Regions from separate parts of the Mus musculus genome. Here regions 1, 2 and 4 are each linked to region 3. Evidence: chromatin contacts called from public HiChIP or PLAC-seq, Micro-C and promoter capture Hi-C data. All regions are on one chromosome and are shown on one strand. The core of a region is the stretch at or near the end of the contact, and the rest is flanking DNA. Distances in the headings are between cores, read along the strand shown.

Evidence for each region. Promoter capture Hi-C pulls out the DNA fragments that hold promoters and counts their contacts. A called contact is a pair of places that touch in the nucleus more often than the background predicts. HiChIP or PLAC-seq counts read pairs in DNA pulled down with a chosen protein or histone mark.
Region 1: a promoter capture Hi-C map of erythroid cells shows a contact between it and region 3, with 8 times the contacts expected there. The contact joins the promoter of Mtfmt here to the promoter of Parp16 in region 3. A contact is called at or near these places in 19 of 39 promoter capture datasets (the 3T3-L1 cell line, 3T3-L1-derived adipocytes, the C10 cell line and 13 more), 3 of 15 datasets of contacts at CTCF or cohesin (embryonic stem cells, large pre-B cells and pro-B cells), 49 of 484 Hi-C or Micro-C datasets (B cells, the Ba/F3 cell line, the C2C12 cell line and 30 more), 16 of 115 datasets of contacts at active chromatin or transcription factors (the SCID.adh cell line, acute myeloid leukemia, bone marrow-derived macrophages and 5 more) and 4 of 9 other capture datasets (adipose tissue, embryonic stem cells, liver and 1 more).
Region 2: an H3K4me3 HiChIP or PLAC-seq map of bone marrow-derived macrophages shows a contact between it and region 3, with 2.2 times the contacts expected there. The contact joins the enhancer-like site here to the promoter of Parp16 in region 3. A contact is called at or near these places in 11 of 39 promoter capture datasets (the 3T3-L1 cell line, 3T3-L1-derived adipocytes, the C10 cell line and 7 more), 6 of 484 Hi-C or Micro-C datasets (the C3H10T1/2 cell line, CD8 T cells, the HPC-7 cell line and 3 more), 4 of 115 datasets of contacts at active chromatin or transcription factors (the SCID.adh cell line, bone marrow-derived macrophages and embryonic stem cells) and 3 of 9 other capture datasets (embryonic stem cells, liver and pancreatic islet).
Region 4: a contact with region 3 is called in a Micro-C map of embryonic stem cells, with 2.7 times the contacts expected there. The contact joins the promoter of Kbtbd13 here to the promoter of Parp16 in region 3. A contact is called at or near these places in 5 of 39 promoter capture datasets (the 3T3-L1 cell line, hematopoietic stem and progenitor cells, hippocampal neurons and 2 more), 2 of 484 Hi-C or Micro-C datasets (embryonic stem cells and nephron progenitors), 4 of 115 datasets of contacts at active chromatin or transcription factors (effector CD8 T cells, epiblast stem cells, memory CD8 T cells and 1 more) and 3 of 9 other capture datasets (adipose tissue, embryonic stem cells and liver).

The regions. Positions count from the first base shown.
Region 1 is chr9:65,434,516-65,437,215 of GRCm38.p6, reverse strand. It overlaps Mtfmt (mitochondrial methionyl-tRNA formyltransferase), which reads right to left and starts at 1,434. Exons shown (of 9, transcript NM_027134.3): 1 at 1,209-1,434; 2 at 19-228. The coding sequence starts at 1,402.
Region 2 is chr9:65,362,990-65,365,689 of GRCm38.p6, reverse strand. The region is part of intron 1 of Ubap1l (ubiquitin-associated protein 1-like); the gene reads right to left. It also overlaps the pseudogene Gm17875. Among named protein-coding and RNA genes, the nearest start is that of Ubap1l, 3.3 kb to the right of the region's middle. Within about 2 kb of position 1,364, at least 6 of the 459 cell types and tissues checked have an H3K27ac peak or open chromatin away from gene starts, as enhancers often do. A contact at or near this core is called in bone marrow-derived macrophages and rod photoreceptor, where this site is marked.
Region 3 is chr9:65,213,424-65,216,123 of GRCm38.p6, reverse strand. It overlaps Parp16 (poly (ADP-ribose) polymerase family, member 16), which reads right to left and starts at 1,434. Exons shown (of 7, transcript NM_177460.4): 1 at 1,261-1,434; 2 at 492-775. The coding sequence starts at 665.
Region 4 is chr9:65,390,351-65,393,050 of GRCm38.p6, reverse strand. Kbtbd13 (kelch repeat and BTB (POZ) domain containing 13) reads left to right here and starts at 1,399. Exons shown (of 1, transcript NM_028974.1): 1 at 1,399-2,700. The coding sequence starts at 1,399.

The DNA of each region.
Region 1 (2,700 bases), core at 185-2,684, 220 kb before region 3:
CTTATAAGTAAAACTTACTAGGGAAATTTAAGAATAAGAGCCTCACTCAAAAGCCGGCCAAAGGAAGCCACTACCCCAACATCATATTCTCCAGATCCCACGTCGGGCCACTCGTACACCGGGAGCTGAGACTGAATAGCATATTGCTTCACAGGTAGTCCTTTGGGGGATAGCGAAGGCACTGTGACAACCTCCAGTTTCTCAATTAACTTTTCCTCTTTGCCGTCTCTGAATCAGAAAGATTGGGGGAAAAAAAATTTGACAGTGTCAGGGCAACAGCCCAAAGCTAAACTATTTCATGCACAGCAAAGCTATTTTTATGATTAAACCCATAGTACATTTAGAGCTAAAATAATTAAGATTTTTTGCAACCAACACACAGGGTTTAAATTTAATAATTTAAAAATTAAATTGTCTTTTATTATTATTATTGTGTGCATGGTGTGGGCATGTGCTATTATTACTGTGTGCGTGTGTGCAGGCGTATGCTACAGCATGTGTGTGGAAATGAGAGGAAAACTTTCAGAAGTCAGCTCTCTTCTTACAGCATCCACAGGGTGTAGCTCACAAGGGCCTGTCACTCCAGCTCCAGGGAATGGGACACTCACTTTAGGCCTCCACAGGCACCAACACGTACATGCTCATAGACACACACACATACAAATAAAATCTCAAAGTAAAAATCTTATTTAAAAAGAAAAGTGTTTGTAGGAAGGCAGGGATGGAGGCGAGATAAGTGCCTGGAAACCAGGGACCGATAAATAACCAAATATCCTTCCAGGGAAGTGGGGCGGTAGACACAGCAGCCTTTCAGGAAAGGGTGAATTACAAATAACTTTCTTCCTAGTAGACAAGGTTAGTTAAATCGCATAAATATTATATGTATATGAAACTGTTCTAACTTAGAAATGTATTCATTTGAAAACACAGGCGTGTAAAAGGGCAAGGAAACGGAGGCCACCAACACCAGGAAGGGACGAACTTTGGAGTCACAGCCCTTTTCAGCTAACCGGCTCCGCCCACGACCCTGGGTACTGGCCGGGCCTCTCCAGGTACCGGTTCCCAGGCTCGGGGAGATGGAGGGTCTGCTGGCAGATGCTGCAGGAGCCACAGGAGCTCTGCCGGCCGGGACCCAACAGGGCGCCTTCCCGGGACCTCGCTGCCCTGGGGTCGCCACCGCGGCTCGGCGTGGGACCCTGCCCCGGTACCTGGCGGCGTGCAGCGCCCGCAGCGTTTCCCGGGCAAAGTGGTCGGTGCCGAGGAACAGCACCCGCCAAGGCGGCTTCTCGCGGACTCGGGAACCTCGGCCGTCCTTCCCGTCGAACCCGGCAGGTGCTTGACAGGAACAGCGTGGCCTCCTTCCCATCAGCCACCGACCCCAGCAGCACCGCGGAAGGAGCATCACCTCGGCCCGCAGCGGCCCACCATGCGCATGCGTGCCCATGGTGGGGGGCGGAGCAAAGAGCTCAAAGGCCCAAGCACGCGCAGACGACAAGGCGGGGCCTGCCGCTTTGGAGGCGTGGCTCAACTGAAGAACCACTAAGGAAGAAATTTGAGGGGACTTTGATGTGTATTATTCAGCCAAGCTCTTCAAAGAACACTGCAGATATATACACACAAGCAAGACACTCATATGAATAAAACAAACCTTTAAAAGAAACTATTTTTTAAAACTTTACAAATTTTTTTTTAATTTATTTTTGTTTTACGTGCTTTGGTGCTTTGCCTGCATGCATGTCTGTGTAAGAGTGTGGAATCCCCTACAACTCGAGACAGTTCTGAGCTGCCACATGGGCCTGGGAATTGAACCTGGGTCCTATGGAAGGGAAGCCAGTGCTCTTAACTGCTGAGCCATCTCTGCAACGAGGGGTCCTGTCCCTCCAGCTCCAAAGCCATGATCCTAACCATTCGACCTGAACAGCAATCTTAACTACTAAGCAACTCAGGATTTCCACACCCAATGAAACTAAGGTTTGCTCACCTGTCTGAAGTCACTTCAGGAATCCAAGACTCTTAGATTCTCAGGCCTCCCATGTGGGATGCCATAGGGAGACTGTAGGGAAACGGAGGGGTGAGGGCTATCTGCTGAAGACCTCTGAAGACCATGGTGTGCAGATAGATATGTGTTTCCAAGGTACACTGGGGTCCTTAACATGGGTCATGCTTGTGACGCTGGCTCTGGCTATAGAGCAGCATCAGGTTCCTCTCTCATCTAATTCCTGTCACATGGCCTGAAAGCCAGAGGCCCTGGAGCAGTCTTTCATTTAGTTTTGAGGATCCCTGCTTCTGTGCCCTTGAGCGTTCCATCCACCTCACATTTCCTCTCTTCCTCACTAAATGGTATCCATTTTTCAGTGCTAAGACAACACCCTCCCTGAGGCCTTGAACTCCTACCTCACAGATTCAATAATTTTTTTCTCCATGTGTCCCCTCAAAACTGAGAGCGGCTTTGTTTGCCATAGTTGTGGAAAGTTGGCCAATGTGTGCCCAGAGAGCGGCAAATTCCTTGGGCTAAGTAGAAAAGAGAGGCAAAGATTATGATGCTGCTAGCCGGTGCATCTGACCATATGAGGGAAATGAGATGTGATGCCAAGCCGTATCCTCCTCTGATCAAGTCAGTCCCAGAATCCTAACTTAGGGGAAGTGGAACATGATTCTGACACTCAAGGTGCTGTCTTTTGAATACCGACTGAAGGTGTG
Region 2 (2,700 bases), core at 115-2,614, 150 kb before region 3:
GATGTCACAGGATTTTATAGCCAGGAAGGCTGAAGAGTGCCTCAACGAAATGGAACTTCTTTTTGCCAACAGTATGGCCTGGTTGTAGGGTAGCTAGTAGCTCTTCTTCTCCAGGAAGGAGGAGGGTGCAATAATGGCTGTCTCTTGTCCCAAGTCCAGGACAACATAACAAAGCTTCCCCTTTGGCAGTGGCGGAAGCTGTAGCCATGCTCAGTCAAGATCCTCATGGGGTAACCTTTCAGGTCTAAGACAGTCAGGTTCAGGATGGTGTGGGTGAGAGCACAACCCTTGTAGATGGGCACAGTGTGGGTGAGAGAGCAACCCTTGCAGAAGGGCATAGCATTGGTAAGAGCATAGCCCTCATAGATGGCACAGTGTGGGTGAGAGTGTAATCTTTGTTGATGGTAGCAGCGCAGGTGACTCTGTCTCCAGAGTTCATGGTCCCATCAAGCTTATGCAGGGATAGCACATCCCACGTGGCTATGTAATGGCTTGGGTGTCAAAGGTTTTGAACATGATCTAGGTAATCTTTTATGGTTGCTTTTAGGGTTCAGGGGGAGCCTCAGAGAGCACCATGGGATACTCCTTTGGGGCTACACACACCTCATTGTAGAAGGTGTGGTACTAGATCATCTCCATGTCGACCCAGGTGCCTTGTTCCATGGGATGGATACTTTAGAGTCAGGATGCTTTTCTTGCTCTGGACTTCAATACCCATAAAGGAATCCTTCGGCTCAAGTCCACCATCACACTCTGGTATCTCTGACAGCCCAGGATGGAGGTAAAGACTGCTGGGGCAGCTGGACAGTGGTGCTTTTAATCCAAGCACTCAGGAAGCAGAGGCAGGTGGATCTCTGTGAATTTGAGGCCAACCTGGTCTACAACTTGAGGCCCAGAACAGTTAGGGTGGTTACACAAAGAAACCCTGTTGCAAAAAAATAAAAAATACTGCTAGGAGCATGGGGCTGCTTCATAAAGAAGTTTATAAAAGACCAAGGATGCAGAGCCAGTCTGGGTGGCATAGGCCTGGGTGGCATAGGTCTGGGTGGCACAGGTCTATAATCTCAGCACTCAGAAGTCCGAGGCAGGAGGATCACAAGTTCAATGCCTACCTGGGTTATAGAATGAGGTTAAATCAGGCCTGGCAATTTAGTAAGACTCTGTCTTAACATAAAGGTAAGAGGAGGGCTGGGGCTACAGAGCTCAGTGGTGGAGTGCTTGCTTAGCAGACAGGAAGCCCTTGGCTAATCCCCAGTATCACGTGTATATAAATACAAAGAAATAGGCTAGCCATGAAGACAATACTGATAAACTGGATTAAAGTTAGAAGTCCTAGTCATCAGAGTTTAGAGACAACCAGAACGGGTGACTCATATTTATGCACTGTCGGTAAGGAAGTAGTCAGTACTAGTCCACAGTGCCTACCGAGGCAGAAATCCTAGAATTAAAAACTCATCTTCATATCACTTGTCATTTGGATAGCACTGTAGTGTTATCTGCCCTTGATTTAGCAATACAAGAAGTTCACTACTTTGGAAAAAGCAAACCAAAATAACAGCAAACAAACAACAGCAACAATACAAAGGAAAAAAAAAACCTTTCACACGGAATTCAAGCTCAAAACTACCTATAATACAAAGTGAACTCCTGAACGTACATAGCCTGGCAGTTTGCAAATGAGAGGAGCATGGACCAGGGTATGGCTCTGGCTCCACACAATCTGTCATCACAGACAGGACGAAACAAAACCCTGCTGCTTGGGGTCACTGGTCGGTCATCCTGTCCCTAGGACAACCTCATGGAGAGCTAAGGTGGGTAATCTGGGAACAGACAGGTCACGTGACGGCCGGTGCCCAAAGCCCTTAATTCCCTCATCGCCTCCCCCACCTGTCTGTTCTCATCATCGTTTTCCTGCCTGAATTCGCATCCCTGCACATCAGTGGATGGCTCTCTATGCCCTTCTATGGGCAACAGCAAGCAAATCTTGGGGTAGCCACCAAAATCTGCTTTATCAGCTCAGTTTTACGGGGTCCCAGTGAGGTTGAAGGATATTACAGGAGGCTCGGCAAAGTTCAGCAGGTTTTCCTACCCTCAGATTTATCTTTCAGTCTCAGCTATCACTGAATTTTGAATTACAGAGAAGAAAGGGCCCAGGTTCTATTGAGACCCAAGTGTAAAATCTTGTCCACTTGAGGTATAGATGTAACAACCCCTTTCCTCATCTCCACTTGACATTTGCATCCCTGTTTTCTGCACAGTCCTGAATGGGCTTCTTTCTAGTTTGAATATTCTGAGATCTCTTTCTGAAGAACACCAAGGGCAAGCACGGGATTCAGAGCTAGTTAGAACATTTAGAAATGTACCAAGGAGCGCTTCTGGAAGGGGCAGCCTAGTCCTTGTGGGGCTTGGGAAAGCTTTAGGAAACAGAACAGGTTTGACTTGGGTATCAAAGGGTAGGAGAATGAATTGTGAGCAGAAAAAGAATCAAAGAGCAGGCATCCAGAGAAGGAACAGCTTGAGGCAGGAAGCAGATCAGGACCCTGCAGGATGGGGTGGTGGGTCACAGATATGTAAATGTTATGTGCAGTCTGCCTCAAGACTTCAGGGTAGATTGGGATCCTCCTGGGGAGGACTCTTGAATTTTGAGTTCTGACTCCAAACACTAGGTGGCAGAGAAAGCCCTGAGGGGTTGGGATGGGG
Region 3 (2,700 bases), core at 185-2,684:
CATGCGAAGTGCTGAAACCTGTAATCCATCCCAGCACTCCGAATTATAAATCATCAGAAAGTAACAACGCCTATGTGCACTGCGTGGCAGTTTATATAAGTACTGTTAATATGTAACTTCATCTGAAGGGCAAAGTCTAACTAGTTGCAGAGGGAGGGACAACTTCTTATCTAGGCAGAACAGCTGGTTCAGATCAACGCCCCTTTAGGGCCACACTAGAGCGTTTTGTGGAGGACTATGTAGCTATTCCATCACTCCTGGGATTAAGTCACTGACAAAAGGAAGCAGCCACCGAATGACCTGGCAGTGTGTCTGCACGAGGGTGTTTAGGAGTGTTCTTGCTGATGGGAACCTTCCCCAAGGCCAGGCTGGGTGGGAAGTCCAGGGAATTGGCGTGTTTTCTAACACGGGTGGAGCTGCTCCTGCCTGCCGTTCCACAGGGCCACTTGGCCCAGGATGCAGCGAGCAACGGTGGATCAGGACGGACTCACCAGGGCCTCGAAGTCCTTACAGTCGTGGCGGGCGTAGGAGGCGGGGAAGGGCCGCAGCACCGAGTCCCGCTTGTAGCTCTGCAGCGCCGAGGCGAAGAGGCTGCAGCGGAGGTCCGCAGCCAGCACGTCGCGGCTCGCTGCCTCCCTGGCTGCTGCCCTGTTGGAGAGCTGCATCCCGGGCTCGTAGCGCGTGGCCGGGAGGAGACAAGGAGGGGCAGCGCGGGGCCTGGGCCCGGGGGACCGTAGACCGTCTGCTGCCAGGTTTTCCAGCCCGGGGGGTGGAGCTAGGCAAAGGGGTGACAAATTGACATTGGTGAGAACGCGCCGGCGAGCGTCCTCTGCAGGACACTGGGCACGGTCGCTCAGTGCGGGGAAACACGGGATCTGGGAGAGTCGCCTCTCGGGTCCCGCCAGTCCCGGAGTCCCCGGTATGGAGTTGTCGCTATTGCACCCGGCGTGGGTAGTACCCCGGGGACCCGGCCGATCAGTCCTGGCCGCCCCACACTGCCAGCAGCCACCGCCTACCTCCCCGCCCGCCGCTCTCACGCCGCTCCGCCCACCCGGCCCAGGCCCGCCCCTTCCCGCGCCCTTGCTCAGCTCGCGCCCGCCCACAGGTCCCGGAGGATCCCAGCTGCCCCGGGTGCTGGGCAAAGGTGCCCAATGCGGCTGCTAGTCATCCTCGCCACCGCCCCAAGTGGAAACCGCCCCGGGACCCGCCCCGGGGAATTGTCTTTGTCCTGGCTCCACGGGTTGAGCCAGCCTCGCTCACCTTGGGAATTGCCACCTGTTGAATAAATCGGTTTCCTCTGGAGCTGACACGTTGCACACAAGAAGCCACTTGATACCCAGGGAAAACTGAAGGTCGGAGTGACACAATACTTTCTCAAGACACTGTAGCCGACCCAAAGACCTTCCTCTCTACCTTACAGCCTCCGCAATTCTCTGAATTGCTCAAATGTCTGACCTCAGATTTCCCAGGATCCTCCTCCTTCGAAGGCCTCTAACAGGAAGTCGGGAAAACAGGCACTGGGAGAACAATGACCTAACCCTGCCGAAGGGAAAAGACCGGACCCCAAGATGACTCAGCAACTGGTCGAGTAAAGGCACTTGCTGTCCGTCCTCACGACCTGAGTTCTATCCCAGGATCCCATATGTTAGGAGCTAAGTGACTCTAGCAATTTGTCCTATGACTTCCACACCTGCACCAAGGCTCAAGTGTGCCCACATGTGAACGTATACACAAAATAAATAAATGTAGGGCTGGTGAGATGGCTCAGCGGGTAAGAGCACTGACTGCTCTTCTGAATGTCCTGAGTTCAAATCCCAGCAACCACATGGTGGTTCACAACCACTGGTAATGAGATCTGACTCCCTCTTCTAATTCGTTTGAAGACAGCTACAGTGCACTTATGTATAATAAATAAATCTTTGGGCCGGAACAAGCAGGGACTGAGCGAGCAGGGTTGACCAGAGCAAGCAGTGGTCCTAAATAAAAATTCAATTCCCAACAGCCACATGAAGGCTCACAACCATCTGTACAGCTACAGTGTACTCACATACATAAAATAAATACATTAAAAAATTAAAATAAAGGCAGGAGGATTTCTGAGTTCGAGGCCAGCCTGGTCTACAAAGTGAGTTCCAGGACAGCCAGGACTATACAGAGAAACCCTGTCTTGAAAAACCAAAATAAATAAATAAAATAAAATAAAAAATGTAAGAACAGATTCCCTTTACCTCTTCTTCTTCAAGACCTCACTAGAAAAAAAGCACTTGGCCTTCTGGTCACATAGAAATCTAAGACCAGTGCTGAATTGTTAGACTAAAAGTCCCCTTTAAAGACCCCACACGTGCTGAGAGGTGGTGGCTCACGCCTTTAGTCCCAGCACACCAGAAGCAAAGGCAGGCATATCTCTGAGTTCAAGTCCAGCCTGGTCTACAGATCAAATCCCAGGACAGCAAGGGCTACACAGAGAAACCCTGTCTCAAAAAAAACAAAAACAAACCCCAAAACAAAACTTTACAAAAACAAAAACAAAAACAACCATTAATTAGATAAATAAACATACACACACACTGGCTCTGCTCTCTGAGAAATCACCCCCTTCTTGGGCATCCGAATGGGACCTGGCCCTGTGCTCCTCAGACTTCGGGAGGGAAGACAGGCAGAACTATATTCTCAGACCCTAGAGAGCTTCCCAGGCCAAAC
Region 4 (2,700 bases), core at 150-2,649, 180 kb before region 3:
AAACTTCTTGTTTAGCATGCACCACGTAAACTGGGCATAGTGGCACATGAACTTGGGAGATGGAAGTTGGAGGCTCATCCTTACTGCACAGCAAATTTGAAGCCAGCCTAGGATATATCAGACATGATCTAGAGAAGAAATCCAGCTCACAGTGTTGCTGTGAAGTAAGTGGAGATTGTCTATTCACCAAGGATATTGGGCAGAGGGCCAGAGTAACTACTCATGAATGTCGCAAGGGTTAGGAGTCAAAGTACGTATCACCCACAGTGGCAGCCACAGAGGGGTCAGGCAAGTGAAAACCAACACTAGCTTCCCATTTCCATTCCAAGAGAGGGGCAACTTCCACCTCTAGGGCTCACTGGATGCTCTGTTACATGAAAGGAAAGGGCTCAAAAAGAGGTTGAGATGGAACTGCGGAGACCACTCAACATTAAGAGCAAACCCTTGCTCTTCATCCAGAGGACAGGACTTTATTCCCATAATTTCTTTTCTTTTTTCTTTTCCATTCCCATAATTCCATTTCCAAGGGATCTGAAATCGTCTTCCAGTATTCAAGCCCAGGGCATGTCTGTGATGCATTTACATACATGCAGGCAAAATGGGAGTGGGGTATAGATTGGGCTATCCAGCAAGCATAAGCATAGACATATCTGAGATTCCTAGGCTGCCCATTTATTTTGGTCCTCTTTGGTCTCTCCCTTCAACCTGCCTTCCCCACTCCTTTGAGCTGATGAACGCTTGTCCTCATCGGAAAGACCTTAGCCAAGTCATATAAACTCTCCAGGCCTCATCCAGAACCCTTATGGCATTTGTCCTAATACTGTGTGTAGATGTTTCTATTTGCCCTATTTTAAAGGCGAGGAAACAGAGCCAAGGAGGTACATGTGTTGTATATACAGCTTAGTACAGTGTCAGTTAAATACGATATCTTTAAAAGCAGGCCTGGTAAGGCCCACAACACAGTGGGAATTCATTCTTTAAAAAAAAAAAAAAGTTATCTGTGTCTCTGTGGAGGTGGGATGAACGCCAGTGAATACAGCGGTCAGAGTCCTCTTTGTGAAGGGGGTTTCCTCCTTCCACCTTTATGTAGGTTCTAGGTTGAACCCAAGCCAACCAGGCTTCTAGACAAGAACCTGTTGAACATCTCTTCGGCCCTGTCACTAGTCTCTTAACGGAACTGAATGACCACACAGGTGTCCAGATGCCCTCTGGGCTCGGAGGCTATCCAAGCCTGCGGGCCACATCACATGAGCAGATCCTATCTTTAGCCAGGAAGGTATTTATAACCCCCAGGGAAGTTTTTTTTTCCCCTCCCCGCCCCGGGGTAGCCCCAGAGTCAGTGGCCCCTGGCAAATCTAGGCCCCCCAGCGGCAGCAGCCTCCACCCCTCTGGCTCATCATGCCCCCAGGCCCCGAGGTCCCAGTGCAGGTGTGGGTGGACGGTCAACTCTTCCAGGCGGAGCAGTCGCTGCTGGTGGAGCACTGCGGCTTCTTCCGCGGGCTTTTCCGCTCTGGCATGCGGGAGGCGCGCGCCGCGGAGGTGCGCCTGGGCGCGCTGAGCGCCTCCGGCTTCCGCACGGCGCTGCGGGTGCTGCGCGGAGAGCGGCCGGCGCTGGCGGCCGAGGACGAGTTGCTGCAGGCGGTGGAGTGCGCCGCGTTCCTGCAGGCGCCCGCGCTCGCGCGCTTCCTGGAGCACAGCGTCACGTCGGACAACTGCTCGCTTTTGTGCGACGCGGCCGCCGCCTTCGGCCTGCGCGACGTGCTCCACAGCGCTGCGCTCTTCATCCGCGACGGGTCGCACGAGCTGGTGGCACAACTGGAGCTGCCCGAGGCCCGAGCCTACGTGGCGGCGCTGCGACCCAGCACCTACGTGGCGGTGAGCACGCACACGCCCACACCGGGCTTCCTAGAGGATGCGTCGCGCACCATGTGCTTCCTGGACGAGGAAGAGGACGCATGGCGCACGCTGGCCGCGCTGCCCCTGGAGGCCAGCACACTGCTGGCGGGTGTGGCCACCCTGGGCAACAAGCTCTACATCGTGGGTGGCGTGTGTGGTGCCAGCAAGGAAGTAGTGGAGCTAGGCTTCTGTTACGACCCAGAGGGTGGCACCTGGTGCGAATTCCCCAGCCCTCACCAACCGCGCTATGATATGGCGCTGGCTGGCTTCGAAGGCCGCCTCTATGCCATTGGTGGCGAATTCCAGAGGACACCCATGAGCTCCGTGGAGTGCTATGATCCCGCCACAGGTTGCTGGAGCTTCGTGGCGGACTTGCCACAGCCGGCTACAGGGGTTCCCTGTGCCCAGGCACGTGGCCGCCTCTTCGTGTGCCTGTGGAGGCCGGCAGACATCACTGCCGTTGTCGAGTATGTGGTGCAAATGGACAAGTGGCTGCCAGTGGCTGAACTGTGTCGTTCACAGAGCTACGGTCACTTTATGGTGGCCCATCGCGATAGTCTCTATGTAGTACGAAATGGACCTTCCGATGATTTCCTGCACTGTGCCATCGATTGCCTCAACCTGGTCACAGGCCAGTGGACATCGCTACCTGGCCAATTTGTCAACAGCAAGGGAGCACTCTTCACGTCTGTAGTGCGTGGGGACACCGTTTATACTGTCAACCGTGTATCCACGTTGGTCTATGCCATTGAAGATGGCACCTGGCGGCTGCTCAGGGAAAAGGCTGGCTTTCCTCGGCCTGGC